Linked DNA regions of Mus musculus: region 1 is linked to region 2. A link is a contact called in public promoter capture Hi-C data. All regions are on one chromosome and are shown on one strand. The core of a region is the stretch at or near the end of the contact, and the rest is flanking DNA. Distances in the headings are between cores, read along the strand shown.

Region 1 (6,806 bases), core at 1,001-3,500, 160 kb before region 2:
CTAAAAGAAGAAGGGAACAGTGATGTTTAGAGCCAAGAGGATCTACTGTGCAGCTCACACCCTCTGGATCCTTCTGTGGCATCGTGTCCTAGGCAGAGCAGTGCTCTCTCAGAGTATGCATTTTGGGGCCATCACAGAGGAAAACTGTGCCTGACCCTGCGGTTACACAGACCCCTGGGAACTCTGGTGCAGCTCACCTCAGAGAATCCCTGAGGGACATGACCTGGCCTTGAGCCTCGTGATGCTCAAGCCTGAGACTCATTCCCAGGTACCCCAGCTCAGGAAAAGGGAAGACAGTGAGGCTTCACCATTTGTCTCTCTGATGCCTTGCAACCCTTAGCATGCACACTGAACACTAACAACGCACATTCCCTACTTTAGAACACGGTCCCACTGTGGGCCTGAAGCACTCAACAGAACTGGAGAGCATGCCTCCTCCATGGGGTCTCCTGGCAACCACGATGCTGCTGAAGTCACAGCCTTCTGAGACTGAACCCTGAGCCCAGATCCAGTCTCACAAAGTGGCAAATAAATCATTTGCTAATTTTCAAGCTCAATTAACACAGGTCCGCAAGGAAATTGCTTCATCAGTCACCTGGAATGCCGGGGTCAGCAGGAAAGGAAGGGAAATTGAGCTGCCCACCTCTGAAAGCCACACTCCATTTGTTGTGGTGTTTGTTTTGGTTATTTTGTTTCAGTTTTGTTTTGAGATAGGATCTTGTGTAGCCCAGGCTGGACTGAAAGACCCTTTGGAGCAGAGGCTTGCCTGAAGCTCCTCACCCTCCTGCTCCTCATGTCCCAAATGCTGTGATTACAAGTGCGTGCTGCCATTCCCAGCCTGAATGATGCCTATTTTACGGAGAGCCACTCACCATTATCGAAACTACAGTGAGGGATGGGCAAAGGTCATGAGGGCAAAGGCCATGAGGAAATGTTTCAACACTGATAGATGAGCTGGAACGGCTACAGCAAAAGGGCACATTCCTTAACCCAGGAAGAACTCCCTTTGGGAGCTTTCTGCCTGACACCTTCACATCATCAGCTGTCCCAGCTGCCCCACAGTTGTCCCAGGCCAGAAGCAGAAGCCAGAAGCCAGCAGTGAGACCACTGCCACAGAAGGTGATACATATGGACACAGCCTCTGAGAGACTGTGCTGCCACGGTTGACAATGTCAAAAGGGGGATAGTTACAGTGTAGACAAAAGTCACACATGTAACTTCAATTAAGTGGGGGCCTAGGTCAGAAATCCTTAGATAATAATACCTCTGTGGGGGGTTGACCCAAACCTGAAACTCAACTTCTCATTCATTTTGCCTCGGAAAGCTTTGAATAACCTACTTTATGTTGAAAAACTGTCATCGTTCCAAAAATATAAGTCTTATTAAGTTGTGCTAATCTCCTACCCACTCCTCACTGGCCTGACAAGGGGGAAAAAAACACTCAGAAAATCTGACATGTCTCCCCCGTAGATTGACAGAGAGACCATGAATCTGCTGCCTCATAACCCCTCGTTTCTGAGCTACTCAAAATATTTTATACTGAGACTTCCAAAGGGTCTGAATATATTGTTTCAGGGAGCAGGGACCAAGGGCTTCTCGGGGACAGTAGGCTTGGCTGGAGTTCCACTGAGCAAGGGGCTTCCTCCAGTCCCAGCGTTTCCGCTACACTATGGAACCCGAAACTCCGTGCACCTGCGTTCAGAACTGCTTCCTCACCGTGGTGTCCCTCTTCCCTGGGGTCTTTTCCCTCACCAGGGTCCCGACTCCTCACTCTCCCGTAATCTGCCCTCTCAGAATACCCAGTGGCAATAGAACATTGTGCTCCCCATGAGGGGAGAGGGCCTTTACAAGTTTGTCTAAGGAATGAGGAGACCGCTTTCCCAACGTCTGGATCCTGAGACCCTCCCCTGAATTCCAGCAGAGCCCTAGCATAACCCCAGAACAGCTCTGTGCAAGACGGGCACTCCATCACAAATTACTGGGATTTTTAAACCCTGAGAACACCCTTCCTGTTTAATTTTCAACCCAGTGGAAGCTGAAAGGCAAACACTGTGTATTTTTGTGGAGAGCCTACCAAGTACCCAGAGAGCCCGGAGGAGAAACCCACCGGGCGAACGAACACCCCTTACAGGAGAGCCTCACAGTGGCGTTGCCTCCCTTACCTCAGGCAGGTAAATCTCTGTATCTCGTTCACACAGGGCTTCCCGGCTTCTGGCTGCTCTCTATAGAAACACGGGAACACTTCTGACTGGACACTCCTCACCCAGGAACAGGAAGTTCCTTGCCAAGTGGCCCTATCCAGTCAGTGCCCAGGCTATAAACCAGGAGGTGCAGACAGGTGTAAGCGCCCCTAGCTGCGGTGACTTTCCTTCTTAACCATTACCCAGTCCAAACACAGGAAGTCCAGGCTCAGGCTAAGAAACAGAGGCGGAGCCTCCACTCTTCCTCCGCCGAGCCTTTTTCCAGTCCTTAAGGGTCAAGGCTGCCCATATCCTGGTTCAATCGCCCTTCGCCACCAGCCAGAGTCTGACCGGCTCAGTCAGCCCCAAAGACTGTGCCAAAATACCTTGGCCTGGCCATCCACCTGCCTCTAGCAGAGGCCCAAGGCCTGGTGGAACCGGTTCCCTCTCCTGCAAGCCAACAGGACAGCCTTCGAGATAAGTGAGCTGGGCTTTACAGTCCAGCCCGCATGGGCGAGAGCTGAAGTTCCTAGAGGAAAAGCATGAAGACTGCAGATTGATTGGCTGAATAGAAATCCCTGATCGTGGGGAGTTGGAATGTTGTAGTGCCAACTTATCCTGGGCTACCTATAGTCGCCTTTGTAGCCATTTATCACCCACCTCTGTGTCTGTAGCATCCTTTTGGCTTATCAATGAAAACTTTTGGATTATTAACTTAGCCGACCGTTGCTTCCACCAAACTAAGACCTAAGAATGTTGTCAGATAGGGCCTGAAACCTGTAACTCGGACTTTTCAGTGTCGCAGGAAAGCGCCTACCCGACGTCCCCAACAACGCGTCTGATTCATGACTGTTCTTTGTTCTGTGATTGAAAGTCCACCATGGAACCCGTCTTTCAAGGGAAACTGAATCTGGTTTCCCTGGCCGGCGTCATGCACATTTGTCTCAGGATAAACTATCCCTTCCTCCCTTTGCAACTAGATAGAGATCCTTTTGTCTGCGGATCTCATTTCCCTGCAGAGCGTTTGTAACACCTCCCCGCAGGCGTCTCAGCAGCACCAGGAGGAAGGAGCCTGGATAGAGGTCCCCTCCTGCCAGCCCCTAGAAGTCCAAGTGTGCACTGTGAACCCCACTCCTGCCAGCCCCCAGAGAAATGAACACGGACTGCAGCCTGGAGTCCTTCCTGGAAGACTGAGCATGGACCGTGACCTCCTCCTTCCAACCCCCATGAGACCCTCTCTCTCAGAGATGCTCCTATTCCAGAAAACACTACCTAGGGATCTTTACAAACATGTCTGAAGGTCTGCTGTCCTGAGGCACTGTGTGCGTTTGAGAGATTTGCGTCAATTCTACGTTTGAGCACAAAGAGAAACTTTTCATGATATTTTTGGCCCTTGCTATTTTAAATTGACAAAGTTCAAATCTGCATAACACATATTCATGAAGCAATTCAGATGCCAGGGAGGTTTTAAAGGAAAGTGGTGGGGTTGCGGGGGACTGGGAAGCCCCAGGAAACCAGGACTGGCCTCAGATGGATGTGGGCATGCTAGGTGGTCAGGGAAAGAAAGCTGGACTGAGGAAACGGCCAGTCAGTCCTTGGGCAGAGGGAATAATGTGCATCAGGTAGCCTGTAATGACAGGAGGACTGGGATCCTGTGACATAAAGAGGTCAGAAGGTCCTGAATGCAGGGGCAGAGCTGGGGTGGTCTCAGATGTGAGCACAGAAGGTCCCAGAAGGTCTGGCTAGGCTTGGTTTTTATATTCAGCTATACAAAGGCACAGGGGGAAATCCATGAGAAGCTTGGGACTGGGAAAGGACCTCAGAGGTGTCTAAGTTCTTAGAAGGAACTCTTTCGTCCCTCAGCTCTGGGACACGAGTGTGCCTATGAAAGTGTGAGTAACAAGCATTCTTTTTGAGCTCTTTGATGATTCTGCTCCAACATCATGGCGGTTCCCTCATTAACTGAGGCATTAAATAAAACCTTCAGCACGTGTTTCACTACAGACTTTCAAGACAGCCGCCATTTTATCTTTATTTTTTCTCCTGAGGAATTTATTTATTTATTACATGTAAGTACACTGTAGCTATCCTCAGATACTCCAGAAGAGGGAGTCAGATCTCATTACGGATGGTTGTAAGCCACCATGTGGTTGCTGGGATTTAAACTTCGGACCTTCGGAAGAGCAGTCCGGTGCTCTTACCCACTGAGCCATCTCACCAGCCCCAAGGAATTTATTTATACGACCACTGGAGATGTTTTTGTTTTTAAAAATTATGAAATAATTGAGCCAATGTTCAACTCTATCCTGCCACCAGAAATACCAATTTTTTTAAAGTTTGCATTTTATTCTATATGTATGAGGGTTTGCCTAGATGTTTGTATGTTGTTATGGTTTGGTCCAGGAACAATGACAACTATTAGGAGGTATGGTCTTATTGGAGTAGGTGTGGTACTGTAGGCGTGGGCTTTAAGACCCTCATCCTAGCTGCCTGGAAACCAGTTTTCTCCTAGCAGCCTTCAGATGAAGATGTAGAACTCTCAGCTCCTCCTGCACCATACCTGCCTAGATGCTGCCCTGCTCCTGCCTTGAAGATTATGGACTGAACCTCTGAACCTGTAAGCCAGCCCCAATTAAATGTTGTCCTTATAAGAGTTGCCTTGGTCATGGTGTCAGCTCACAGCAGTAAAGATCTTAACTAGGACATACGTGTACTACATGCCTGCAGCACCCACAGAGACCGGAAGATGGTGGCAGATCCCTTGGACTGGAATTGTGGGTGGTTGTAAACTCTCTTGAGAATTCCAGAAACCAAATCGTGTTACTCTACAAGAGCAGCAAGTGTTCCTAACCACTGAGCTGTCTCTCCAGCCCCCAGAAATAGAAATTGTATAATGGGTTCAATGTCACACAAAGGAGAAACTGAGAATCCTCTATAAACTCACCATCCCACATAAATAAGCTTTATGAATTTTTAATGAGAAGCTTTAATTATTTTTCTTATTAAAGATGTGATTCACGCTTACTACAGGAAATAAGAAAATACAGGAAAGCAAAAGGAAGAAGTTATTTTTATGTTTTGTTTTATATTTATTGTGTGTATCTGTCTCATAGGTCAGAGACAATTTGCAGAGGTCACTTCTCGGCTTCTACCAAGTGGGTCCTGGGGCTCTAACTCAAGTCCTTGAGTTTAGCAGAAGCCTTTTACCCACTGAGACTCATCACTGGCCCCAAAAGGAGGAAATTTATGAAATAGAATATGGCTGAGACCACCACACTATGGCAAACACTATGGATAACCCAGCATATATCTGTTTTAAAATGTAAAAGTGTAGCAACTTAGTAACCAGTTTCTAACTCTTTAATATATTATAATCCAGGGGCTGGAGAGATGGCTCAGCAGTTAGCACTGGCTGCTCTTCTAGAGGACCCAGGGACCCAGGTTCAATTGCTGGCAGCTCACAAACATTTAGTCCAAAAGGTATCTGATGCCACTCTCCCCTTTACTTTTATTTTGAGATAAATTCCAAGTTTCCCAGACTCCCTTAAACTCATCCTGTAGTCCTGGCCAGGCCCTGGACTTGGATTCAGCCTGCCTCAGCCAGCTGAGTAACTGGAATTACACATCAGCACCCAGCCAGGCCCTAAGGAGTCATTCTTAATGATTAAGCATATTCTGCCCTCTGGAGGCAGCATGAGGAATACGTTCCACCTTCTGGCCTTCCCCTCCACGCCCCACCCCCGCTCCTCCACGTGCTGACCTCACAGAGTTCTAATACTCGCCACGCCCAGCTTGCTTACGGCTTTTATTAGTGTAAGCAACGAACACTGTAAGAAGTGAATCAGAGAGGAAGGTACATGGAGTGACTTCTTCAGGGTCAATTCTGGGGAAAATGCAGTTGGCGCTATAAGGTTAAACGAAAGCTCAGTGGTCGGCAGGAGTCAGGGAAAGAGCTGAATCGGTAACGTGTGTGTGTGTGTGTGTGTGTGTGTGTGTGTGTGTGTGTGTGTGTGTGTGTGTGTGTGTGTGTGTGCGCGCGCGCGTTCGTGTGTTAAAATAGGGGCTTCCTGCTCCATGTGAGGGTGTGATTTGAATGCATGTCACAATACAAGTGTTTGTCCAAACACAGAGTGTCTCACAGCCAGAATGAGCCCTACAGTAAAACCCAGGTGAGTCTTATTTCTTGCCGGTTCTTCTTGAGGCAGCAGAGAAGGAAGCGACTTTGTCTTACAGAATATTTAGGGTTGCTGTAAATAATAAAACGTTTACTTATCTAATTTACTATGCTACTGTAGCTGACCTGCCTTCTGTGTTCTTCTGAGGCCAGAAACTTCAGTCTCTGGCACTTAGCACCTCATCCTAAAACAGCAGAAGATTAAGTAAAGGATTAATTGCTAGAGCCTTTTCCCTATTGTCCAGATGCCTCTTGCTTGTCAGGCTAGGGGGAAGTTTGGAACCTTAAACTGCTATTGAACCAGAAGAAGAGGATGCCACTTGCAGAAGGAAAAACTTTTACATAAGCAAATATGTATAATCTCACATAAAATCACATACAGGTTCACCCATGTGCATTTATACATTTCTATTCAGATCAGATGGGCTCAGCTTGCATGCATTCACACAATT
Region 2 (6,523 bases), core at 2,264-4,763:
GCTCAGTAAGAGATTGTCTCAAGTGAACAAGGTGGATAATGATAAATTGGAGCACTGAACACCCTCCTCTGGTCTCTGCATGTGTGTACAGGCACATGCACACATGCTCACTAACATATACACTCACACAGAGGCCCACTTTTCCCATCACATTTATTTCATCAATCCAGTGGGAGAGCAGACTGAGAAACCTGGAAGGCCCTGTGAGTCTTTGCCTTAAGAGTGGCTACTGCAGGGGATTGAACACCTTGAAAACAGTAAAGACTCTCCCCCTTCCCCTCTTTGCACTGCTACCCCACTGCAGGGGAAGGCTTCTCGAGAAGCGGGCCCTAGAGAAGACATCTGCCCTCTCCTACTTTCCACAGCCTCTTAGGCCAAAACCCTCCTCAACATAGTGTGGCCCAGATCTTTAAATGCAATTGTTAAAATGGGGCCAATTCATACATTCAGGTCCTGATGAGATTATGGGCTTGTTTTTGTTGGCCCAGAACTCATTTTCTAAACCTGTCTGATCTTTGTGGACCCCCAAAGCAGACCACCAACACATGTGTAGCAGAGACTCAAGCAGCCACTGTGTGGTTTTTCCTGTCAAGAAGCTGTTGGGTGAAATTCCTCATTCCTGAACACTCAACGGTAAGATGTGGGGTACTGAGTTCTCATTCTTTTTTTGAGGGGGTTTGGTTTTTTTGAGACAGGATTTCTCCATGTAGTCCTGGCTGTCCTGTAGGCCAGGCTGGCCTCGAACTCACAGAGGTCCACCTGCCTCTGCCTCTGCCTCTGCCTCTGCCTCTGCCTCTGCCTCTGCCTCTGCCTCTGCCTCTGCCTCTGCCTCTGCCTCTGCCTCTGCCTCTGCCTCTGCCTCTGCCTCTGCCTCTGCCTCTGCCTCTGCCTCTGCCTCTGCCTCTGCCTCCTGGGTGTGCCACCACCACCTTGCATGACCTCATCTTTATGGAAGAAACTCTTCCACTTACAAGGTTTTAGACAGTCCTTTCAAAATGTAATGACCATTGCCTTGGTTCTACTAAAAAAATAGTTGCTAATCGCCACAGTAAAAATGCTCATTAATACATATCATCAATAATTAATTCATGGTGGCTAGTAGAGATTAAAATGGCAACTAACATTAACAAACAGCTGCCAGTGACTATAATTAATAATCACAGAACTTTCCAGTGCCTGGACAGGCCCTGGCACTGTGATGGGCACCCGAGTGTGGTATCTCAGAAGTCCTCATGACCAAGCTATGAGGTGAACACTATTCTTATCCTCATTTTACAGACAAGGAAATTGAGGTTTAGAAAGGACAAACACCTCCAAGGTCACACAGTTTCAAATGGCACTGAAATATTCATCTAGAGGGTTGAATTCCAAGGTCCAGAGTGAAGGGAGACACCCCACCCCACCCCCACCAGAGTCTCCAAGGCTAAAACAAACTCCCAGACTTCAAAAATGCAGGACAATAAACAATAAACAAACCAAAGAAATCTGTGGGTTTATTTCCATTGTCTGAAGAATACAAACAGCCATATAGAACAGATAAAAGACTTAGGCTGGAGAGGTGGCTCAGGAGTACTGGCTGCTCTTGCAGAGGACCTGGTTTTAATTCCCAGCACCCACATAGTGGTGGCTCACAACCATCTGTTACTCCAGTCCCAGGGGATCTGACACCTCTTCTGGCCTCTATGTGCATCAGGCATATGTGTGATATAGTAACATATATGTATGCAAAATATCCATGCACCTAAAACTAAAAGTAAGTAAGTGACTGTGAAAAGTTTTCAACACTGAGCACTAATGTTTGAAACCCACTTCAAAACCAGCCCATCAGATCACCTATCCTTGAAAATTTATTTCCAATCTAAAAGACCCAAGCGCGAACTCCCAGGATGCAGCACAGTGGTAAGTTAACATGCTTACACAGCAAGGGTGAGGCCCCAGGTGTGAACCCAGCCAGCACTGAAGAAACATGGGTGTGCTCCTTATGTAAACCCATCAACAGCCACGGAAGTTCTGTGTTCTCAATCTCTGTGATTGGAATTCTCCACTCGAGCTGTGTGCTCCTCTTTTTCTCCTAGTCCAGGGCATCGATCAGTTCAGGGCCACATGATGTCATAATTTCCAAGTCTGAGTTAGTCTACATACTACACAACAAATAGAACCACAGAAACCATCCTGGACGAGTGGGTGGGGTTGCCAAACTCTTTTATTTTCTGCCTGCCTTCTCTGAAGATCCTCCTGATTGTCCGCGGTTGGGTGTAGTGGCCTTCAGCAAATTGTGGTTGGGGCTGGTACTTAGCCAGGGCCTGGAAACATCTCTGCGGAGTGACTGTCAGAATTCCAGCCGCAACCTGAGACCCTTCGGAACAGCTATTAAAGGAAACAGCCCCCTCTCTGGTCTCTAACTCTTGGAATTAATAGACTGTTTTCTTCCCACAGCCTTCCTCATTTCTGCTAAGTACTGACTAGAACCTTCACAAGACAGACACTAGAGTCCACCTGAAGCCAGTCTCCTACAATTCATTCCTAGACCTAGAACTGAGTCTCTAAATTGCTCTTATTTCTTCTACCAGCGGGTCTACATAAATGCAGGCTGGAATCAGAGAGTGGGTGGTCTCAAGCAATCCGAGCTAAGCCATATGGAGCTGGGCTTTTAGCTCACACTCTAGGTGCCCTCACATAGGAGAGCATTTAAAACTGTGGGCCTCAGATGGGTTTGCTGCTGTCATTGTGACATCATTTTCTACAAATAATAAGCTCATACCTACTATCTTCTAATGTTTCCAGCTATTTCAAATATAGGAGTAATTGTGCCCCGAGGTCGTTTGGACGATCTGATTCATCTCTCCCTGACCCGTCATCTGTCTCCAAGATTTAGCCTGCGTCTTACAGAATGAATGATAAAGCACTAAAAATTCCAAATGGCTAAAACTACACAGCACTACCAACAGCGCACAAAACACCGGTTAAAAGGAGCATGAAACACTCCCCCCGTCCAGTCACCTTTCACGCCAACCTGCCAGATTACACACTCACATACTTTTTCCAACATCACGAAGACAGAGGCAAAAAAGCGCAGGGCGCTCATGCTCACCGCAGTGTGCAGTTGACTCCCACACAAAAACAAAAACAGCATTCAAGGCCAAAAGCCGGGGCATACCCACTCCTTCTGCCTCCAACCAGGAGTTATCCAGAAAAACACATAGGAAGAAAGCCCACAGAGCCCCAGACACCTACCGCTATGGACCCAGAAGATGTGGCAACAAACACTTTGATAACCATTTCGACAGTCGGAAAGAGGACTCCCCCTAACACACCCCTGCTAGGGAAGTCGCTGGACAAATCCCGCAGTGACGCCCGGGGGAGCAGGTGCCAGGTCAGGGCTGGCGGTGATCCAAGCCTCTGCTCCCAGCCCTCCCCTCCAACCAAGAGGCTAAAGAGCAACGGGGAGGCATCCCGGGCTTCCCCCTCCGTTTGGGATGTCAGGAAAACGATTGGCTGATAAAAGCAGCCACTGGACCCTTTCCCTTATCACTTTAAAGGCCTAACAACAGTCCCTAAAAGGCCAGGCTGAGAGCTCGGGAGCGCACCAATCACAGACCCATGGAGAGGTGCCTAGGGCAGAAGAGGCGGGGCTCTGGAAACTGTGGGGTGTGGAAAAGAAGCGAGTTGTCCAGAGCCTAGGGAAAAGCCCAGAAAAAGTCACCTTATCCAGAACCAGGCTGGATTCACCAGGCCTTGGACAGACCACAGAACTGTGAAGACTGAAACAGCCGCACTGGCCACTTAAATGAAGCGCGGCTTCCTGATTTAAAGTTTTCTAGAGGGTTATTTAAAAACCCAACGAACTGTCACAGGATGGAGATTCCTCTGTGAGTGGCCTGTTTCCTGCTTTCTCCTTCCACCAGCTGTTGGGTGCTGTAAAACTTCACTGACACTTCAGAGCTGGTGGCTGCCGATGACTGTATCTAGAAATAATCTCCCTATTTTAAAGGCTTTGGGAGATGGGGATGTTTATAACAAGCTCTAAAGCATCTTATTTATACAGGTGATTTGAACTGCATTTAAAAAAAATCAGAGTACAAAACTAGTAAAAAAAAAAAAAAAAAAAAAAAGCCCAAATGTTAGCAGCCCAGACTCTGCTGATGGGTTTCAAAGCAAGGTCAAGGACCCATGAGGTGGCTCACTGGATAACGGCCTGCAAGCCCGAACACCTTCCTGAGTTTCATCCCTAGAACTTCATAGTGAAAGGAAAAAAAGCAAATCACACATACACACTCAGACACACAGACACACATATGTGTGCACACATATACACACAACACACACACAGAGACACACATGCACACATATATACCCTAGAACTTTATGGCGGAAGGAAAAAAATACACAAACACACTCACACACAGAGACAGACACACATAAACACACATGTGTGCACACATATGCACACAATAAAAAAACATGCACACTCATACAGAGACACATGCACACACATATACACATAAATATGCACATACATACATGCACACACACAAATACACACATACACAATCACATGCACACACATATATACACATGAATACACAAAGACACACACATGCACACAAATACAATACACACACATACACTCAGACACATGCACACACATACATATGTATACACACAGTAAAAACACAGGCATACTAATACACACAGCCACATGCACACACACACACACACACACACACATATATATATATACATACATACATATACATGAATACACATATGCACACGCACGAATATACACACACATGTTCACACACACAAATACAGACATACACACAAATACACAAAGACATACAGACACACCCATGTACATATATACACACACATACACTCAGACACACATGCACACACATATATACATATGGCGGAAGGAAAAAAATACACAAACACACTCACACACAGAGACAGACACACATAAACACACATAGCGTAGGCTGTGGGCTGTTTCTTCTTTCTTGTTGGTTCTTCTTGAGGCAGCAGAGGGGGAAGAGCATAGGTGGAGGGTAAGACTTTGTCTTATGAGTTTCTGGGGTAAGGCTTTGTCTTACAAAAAATTAAAGGTTGCTGTATAATAAAAAGTTTACTTATCTAAGTCTGAGTTACAGTTGTAGCTGACCTGCCTCTGATCCTCTGAGGCCAGAAACTTCCGTCTCTAGCACATAGAACCTCATCCTAAAACAGCAGGTGATTAAGTAAAGGATTAATTGCTGGAGCCTTCTCCCTATTGTCCAGATGCCTCTTGCTTGTCAGACTAGGGGGATGTTTGGAGCAATAAACTTCTATTGAACCAGGAGAAGAGAATAACACTCTCAGAAGGAAAAACTTTTACATAAGCAAATATGTATAATCTCACATAAATTCATATTCAGCTTCATTCATGTTCATTTATTCATTTTCATTCAAACCCAGCTGGGCCCAGCTTACATACATTCTCACAATCACATATACCTACACACACACACACATACACACATACACACATCCATACTTAAATATGAATATGGAGCAAACGACCAAGCACCGGTGCAGAAAGAACTCACTCATTCTGGATGAAAACTGTACTCCAATCTTTATTACATAGAGAAAGAAAAAAACTTCTACCTTTTTAATGCTAAATGAATTAAACCCATGTGTGTAAGAAAAAAAAAAGCTTTATTTCTTTTAATAAGACTAAACCTGTCTTGTCCTTACAATGGGGTCAGAACAGATCCCATGGTAAGGAGAAGCCTGCTTGCTCCTTCTGCTCTCTGCAACATCTTCTTTCCCTCTGCATTCTGCACATTGCTCTCTTAGTATTTTATGTTACCTATAATTTCTAAGTTACTCCACTCTGCATTCTCCTTCTAATCTAAAAAAATGTTCTGTCTAAAAACTTCTCCTCAGCTCAGTTCTTCTCACCTCCGTTCCTCTCACCCCAGTCCCTCAGTTCTGACTCTTCTCTTTGTCCTCAGCTCTTAAACATCTTTCAGAACACATGATCACATGTTACAAAGTTCATCACAAGTTCACACACAAAAAAAATCAAATCATAAATTGAAATAGAAGTTTACAACGGCAAATGTCTACATGCATATCCATTAGGAGTAATTATCTGGCTAAACATCCATCACCTGTCTCAGCTCCACAGGTTCACTGAGAGTTAAAAACCATAACTAAGTTATTAGTGAAGTTTTGTATAGATAAACTCAGTCAGTATTTTATCTTCTGTCCTAGAACCTATAATAAATCGTTAGTTGTCTTTTAATGACCTTTGGTTAATTGTTTTACAACCTCTTGGAATGTGCTCTGAGTAGGAGAAAGTCTGGTTACCATGGATTGACTGGTGACACTTGGGAGACTGGCAGAGTTCTCACTGAAGCTTTGACTATCAGAAGAGGACTTAATAGCAGTTCCATTATAAAAGAGCTTAATAATCACAGATATAATTTTAGGAATTCTTATAGGATCACATTAAGTCATGTATTTGTCTACATAG

Evidence for each region. Capture Hi-C pulls out chosen DNA fragments and counts their contacts.
Region 1: a promoter capture Hi-C map of adipose tissue shows a contact between it and region 2. The contact joins the promoter of Igsf5 here to the promoter of Sh3bgr in region 2. A contact is called at or near these places in 13 of 39 promoter capture datasets (3T3-L1-derived adipocytes, Sertoli cells, cranial neural crest and 8 more), 5 of 15 datasets of contacts at CTCF or cohesin (the NIH/3T3 cell line, embryonic stem cells, pro-B cells and 1 more), 14 of 484 Hi-C or Micro-C datasets (the C2C12 cell line, Sertoli cells, bone marrow-derived macrophages and 7 more), 20 of 115 datasets of contacts at active chromatin or transcription factors (the SCID.adh cell line, Th17 cells, VIP interneurons and 12 more) and 4 of 9 other capture datasets (adipose tissue, liver, macrophages and 1 more).

The regions. Positions count from the first base shown.
Region 1 is chr16:96,357,201-96,364,006 of GRCm38.p6, reverse strand. Igsf5 (immunoglobulin superfamily, member 5) reads right to left here and starts at 2,250. Exons shown (of 9, transcript NM_001177887.1): 1 at 2,163-2,250.
Region 2 is chr16:96,197,460-96,203,982 of GRCm38.p6, reverse strand. It overlaps Sh3bgr (SH3-binding domain glutamic acid-rich protein), which reads right to left and starts at 3,513. Exons shown (of 8, transcript NM_015825.2): 1 at 3,235-3,513. The coding sequence starts at 3,279.